2 separate regions of the Mus musculus genome follow, and region 1 is linked to region 2. The links are chromatin contacts, called in public HiChIP or PLAC-seq maps. All regions are on one chromosome and are shown on one strand. The core of a region is the stretch at or near the end of the contact, and the rest is flanking DNA. Distances in the headings are between cores, read along the strand shown.

Evidence for each region. HiChIP or PLAC-seq counts read pairs in DNA pulled down with a chosen protein or histone mark.
Region 1: a contact with region 2 is called in an H3K27ac HiChIP or PLAC-seq map of embryonic stem cells, with 5 read pairs. The contact joins the enhancer-like site here to the promoter of E2f1 in region 2. A contact is called at or near these places in 4 of 484 Hi-C or Micro-C datasets (CD4 T cells, cardiomyocytes, embryonic stem cells and 1 more), 5 of 115 datasets of contacts at active chromatin or transcription factors (bone marrow-derived macrophages, embryonic stem cells, memory CD8 T cells and 1 more) and 1 of 9 other capture datasets (liver).

The regions. Positions count from the first base shown.
Region 1 is chr2:154,897,829-154,900,561 of GRCm38.p6, reverse strand. No RefSeq gene overlaps it. Among named protein-coding and RNA genes, the nearest start is that of Eif2s2, 6.3 kb to the right of the region's middle. Within about 2 kb of position 1,376, at least 12 of the 459 cell types and tissues checked have an H3K27ac peak or open chromatin away from gene starts, as enhancers often do. A contact at or near this core is called in embryonic stem cells, where this site is marked.
Region 2 is chr2:154,568,561-154,571,260 of GRCm38.p6, reverse strand. E2f1 (E2F transcription factor 1) reads left to right here and starts at 1,369. Exons shown (of 7, transcript NM_007891.5): 1 at 1,369-1,772. The coding sequence starts at 1,527.

The DNA.
Region 1 (2,733 bases), core at 127-2,626, 330 kb before region 2:
TTTGGCAACGTTTGAAATCATTTTATTATCTATCCTATTTTGGTATGTTTAAAGTTCTATATTGCCAGACAGTGGTGGCACACACCTTTAATCCCAGAGCACTTAGGAGGCAGAGGCAGGTGGATTTCTGAGTTCAAGGCCAGCCTGGTCTACAGAGTAAGTTCCAGGACAGCCAAGTATACAGAGAAACCTTGTCTCAACAAAAACACCCCCCCCAAAAAGTTCTATATCTAAATCATTTTCTGTCCTGACTCATCTCATTATCTTAAAAACATCTTCTTGGACCTAGATCATTTTTTAAATCTTAAACAACACAAGCTTATAGTAAGACTATCACTTCAAGCCTCTCAGATGCCCAAGAAGGAAATAAATATTACCCAAGTATGCAGGAAATGCTGGAACACAGCTTCTGAAATCATAGAAATGACAGACAGCTGATCACCTGGACAGTTCCCAATATCATCTCTCTAATATTAGAGCATCTATCTTCAACCTTCTGGGCCACAATATATGACAGATCTTTTGAGAAGCAGGAATTACAAAGGACGTTCTTATTCTAACTTGGCAGAGTTTAGCAGTTGATTTCCCTGCATCCATTTGTCCTTTCTGGACAAATTGTCTGCAGTTGAACCATGAGGGTTTTTTGTGTGTTTTGTTTGTTTGTTTGTTTGGTTTTGGTTTTGGGTTTGGGTTTTTTTGTTTGTTTGTTTGCTATGCTCTCCGGTCAAGTCAACTGGACAAGCTGAAAGGCTTAAAAGTCACTCATGAGGCAAAAGAGTTTCAAGGAAGTTCTCCTCCTGAAGTCTAGTGTTCTCTACTCATACTTTAATTTTTCATTCCCGAGTTCCATTACCGCACTAGTCTAGAGTTGGATCCACGTGTGCTCTCTTTCAGTATTTTCCTATAAGTGCTCTGACATGGCTAAAGTGTTCCACCAGTGTTCCAACAGTCCAAGGGCGTCCTTGACCAAGATCAAGGGTTTGGAATTCAGCAAGATTGTAAAAGCTAAGTCACTCCCTTACACAGGAATTTACCATCACTTAGGAAGAAGGAAGTTTCAGACCAAAGGAGAAACCAGAATAGATACTATAGCAGAGTTACACCCATACACACATATTTACAATGGCCTAAGGGGAAGGTGGACTATACAAGAGACTAAAATAGGAACTATGGCAAGGACGGGAAGCCCTTGACCCTGGCTTCTAAGATTAGTGAATTTTAGGTGGAGCCCTTGTTGATCCCAGCTGTTATCAATGTATTCTATCCTGGGTGGTTCCGGTTAGACCTTTTGTGTTTGCATTCCTCTGTTTTATGTAAGATCCCGGTTACCTCAATTGTACCTTGGGAATATGTCACTCAACTTCCTTATTGTCCTCTGCATAAAAAGTCTGATGCTCAGTTGTAAAATTACACTCAGATTCCACAGGAACTCTCCTGTGTGTGTGTCTGTCGCTCATCCACGCTTTGCCCACCTGCTTCGAGAGACCACATTCCACGCAGACACAGGGACCCAGAAGGTCTGCGGCATTTGTTTTTTTGTTTTTGTTTTTTTTGTTTGTTTGTTTGTTTTTTTGGTTTTTCGAGACAGGGTTTTTCTGTATAGCTCTGGCTGTCCTGGAACTCACATTGTAGACCAGGCTGGCCTTGAACTCAGAAATCCACCTGCCTCTGCCTCCGGAGTGCTGGGATTAAAGGCATGTGCCACCACACCCGGATTACATGAGGTTTTTGAAGACCAACTATTTATAGTATATCTTCATTGTCAAACATTGTTTAGTTTTATCTATTTACTCCCTGAATAACCTTAAAAGTATTTTATTGTAATTAACTAAACTGGTATCTAATATGACCATCAGTTTGACTCTCTGAGTATTAACTTGCACTACTTAATATTTTAAACAGTTTGTAAATAGCAGCCATGAAAAGGAGTGGGACTAAATTGTGTATTTTAAACTGAGTTGCATAGGCATAATACCTATAGAAGAGCTGAGTCATACATATATCATGTTGTAATAAAATTAATCTTAAATTTTGTATCAACCTAAAAAGACTTATACCAATGAAAACCTTAAACTTGTATCAATATATAAAATTTTGTATCAGTGTCAAAAAATATAACTTCAATTCTGTCAGTGCCGAGCCGCCTGACATGAGGGCTGAGAACCAGACTCAGATGTTCTTCAAGGGCAGTCTATGGTTTTTCCGTGCTGAGCCATCCCTCCAGTCTTTTTATAACTGGTTTGTTTCGTTTAGCAGACCATCCTCAAGGTTTATCCATGTTGTTGCTTATAGCATAATCCTCTTCCTTTTAAAAGCCCAGTGATAGTTCATTGTATGCCCTTACCACATTTTTGCTTGTTTGGTGATGAACAGGTAGATTGCCTCCTCATCTCGACCTCTGTCAGTAATGCTGCTATGAACCTAGGTAGACAAACATTTCTTTACCATCCTGCTTTTGGTTCTCTTGGATACATAGTCACAATCAGAATTGCTGAATCATGTGGTAATTCTATTTAAACATTTTTTTTTGGAGGAATAGCCTTACTGTTTCTATAGTGGATACAGTATTTCATCTTCCTACAAATAACACACAAGGATTCCCATAGCTTTGTTAGCGAGCACTTGTTTGGTTTATGGGTCTTTTTGGTTTTATTTTCTTAGTAACCATTTAATGAGTGTAAGTAGAATCTCATTGTGGTTTATTAGAAATCTTCTAAGAAACTAAAACATCAA
Region 2 (2,700 bases), core at 120-2,619:
GATTGATTCTAAATTGGCCAAACCGGGGTGGTTCAAAGTTAACCCGTGCCTTGGTGTTTCTGGGCCCTGGAACATCACAGCCCCCTTATTGCGTCCTTGCTCACCTCTGCCCTCAGCCTCCAATTCTCTCATACCCAGAAAGGGCCTGAGAAGCAGCCCCTGCTAAGCCAGCTCAGAGTAATGTGGTCAGAGTTGGGGCCAAGATTAAGTAGCATGAAGCATGGAGAAAGTAACCCGGCTTGAGAGCTCCCTGTAGCTTACACTGGACCTGGGGACTTGAATATTGTCAGCTACTTACTCTCTTCTTGTGGTCATCTCCCCCACCCCCAAGGACAGGAAGTTTGTGGGTCTTGTTAAACCTTTCATGTTTCTATTCCCAGTATTGGCAAGATGCCTAGTAGAGAGGACCACAATGCTGATCAGACGGGCTGACCCCAGCAATCAGAAATGCTGATGGAGGACCTCTGGATTAAAGGCACCACCATACGCACCCTCCTCGCCCCTGCACCTCCCTATGAGAGGAGATACTTTAATGGACCAATCTCTTCACATTGCAAACATCTGCTGCTTCTGTGTTTCCTTTTTTTCCTTTTCACTAAGTCATGAGTCAAGGTCTGGACTGAGGATGGGACAGTGAACGCTCTCAGGCGTTTTTTTTTTTTTGAGATCAGGGTCTCACTGTGTAGTTCTGGATGACCTGAACTGGGAAGATCCGCCTGCCTCTGCCTCCCAAGTGCTGGGATTAAAGGCAGGCGCCATTGTGGAGTGACCAAATGAATGAACGCTAACTGGGCTCTGGCTACGAAAGAAATTTCAGTAAAAAGACACTGAGATCAAAGCCACACATCCCTTACTCATTTCCTGGCTCCCCTCTTGGGCTTGGCTTCTGGGTGACAGGATAGGGAAGAAAGCATGATGTGAACTAATGGAATAAATGGATCTTAAGACCGGAGATGTGGCTGAAGCGAGCTTTGGAGGTGAGCCTGAAGAGGCAGTCTCTGGGCTGTAAACTGAGGGGGTGGAGACCACAGGTTGAGAGTTTAGGGGGTCATGTGGAGACTGCGGGACGTGCAGAACCGAGTACGAAGTTTGTTCGCTTCGCCAGACCCGCCACCCATCGAGTGGGCGGTGAAGGGGCGGGGCCCATTGCCCACGCCTCCTGCAGGGCACGGCGAGAGGCAGAGGGGAGAAGGCGCCCGGCACCGCCCGGACAAAGCCTGCGCGCGCCCCGCCCCGGGATTGGCCACCCCGCCCCTGGTCCCACCCTCCGTCTCCTGCCCCGCACGCCGCAACCAATGCTCGCCATCGGAGCCTCCGTCGTCACAGCCGCCCCGGCCAATGGAGGAGGCGTTCGGCGGCGCGTGGCTCTTTCGCGGCAAAAAGGATTTGGCGCGTAAAAGTGGCCCGGACTTTGCAGGCAGCGGCGGCCGGGGCGGAGCGGGATCGAGCCCTCGCCGCGGCCTGCCAGTCATGGGCCCGCGCCGCCGCCGCCGCCTGCCTCCCGGGCCACGCGGGCCGTGAGCGCCATGGCCGTAGCCCCCGCGGGCGGCCAGCACGCGCCAGCGCTGGAGGCCCTGCTCGGGGCGGGCGCGTTGCGGCTGCTCGACTCCTCGCAGATCGTCATCATCTCCACCGCGCCCGATGTCGGCGCCCCGCAGCTCCCCGCCGCGCCGCCCACTGGCCCTCGCGATTCTGACGTGCTGCTCTTCGCCACGCCGCAGGCGCCCCGACCCGCGCCTAGTGCACCGCGCCCGGCTCTCGGCCGCCCGCCGGTACGGACCCTAGGCGCGGGCGGGGGAGGGGACGGGCTGCTGCGCTGGGCGGCGCGGAGCCTGGGCTGGGCCTCGGGGCTCCGCCCCGGGGCGCGCATTGACTGACTGCCTTGCCTGTCTGTTTGCTGAGCCTCGCTCCGGGCCTCGGCGTCTTCACCGGAGCGTCGGAACCATTAATGATTGTGTCTCACGTGTATCCAGCTGGTGCTTGCTTAGTGCACGCTCAGGCTTTGGCACCAAATTCCCAATTCTGGTGTGAGCTGGGTGTTGTCACGTGCCCATCTGCCAGAGGGAGGAACTGAGGCCCAGAGATGGGGAAGTGCTTCACGCAGCTGCAGATGGTGGGGCTGATATTTGAACTGATGTCTGCTGGCTTGCTGCAGAACCTATGGCTAGGGAGTGCGCACAGTTGCTTGTTGGAGGTGAGAGAGGGTGACTGTTAGAGACATCTTCGGGAGATCCTCCTTAGTAGCTCTGCCAGGTGCAGGCCTGGCCTTCCAGGCCTCTGGGGATAGGCCTCTTGATTGGGAGGCCTTCTCTGCAGGGGCGGGGTGCTGGGCCAGCTGCTGCAACCCTTCCTTTGCCTGTTCTTCCATCTGCCACCCTTCCAGCTCCTGGTTGCCATGGAACTTTATTAATCAGGCGGACAGACCTCTGAGCCTCTGGAAGACTGGGTGGGCTGGGCCCCTGAGAAGGGGCCTCCAGTTCCTGGAGAGAGAAGACGTGGGAGGGAGATCCCTGGATAAAAGTCTCTTCCTGATTCTAAGCAAGTAGCTCAAGACCACTTTAGGCAGGGGGCCTAGAAAAGGCAGCTGGGTACGAGGAGAGTGGAACTTGGATCTAAGCAGGGGCCAGCTCCGTGAGTGGGCCACTATCTTCATTGTAGGGGTGGAGTGGACAGGAGGGGCGAGGGCAAGGCCCAGTATCA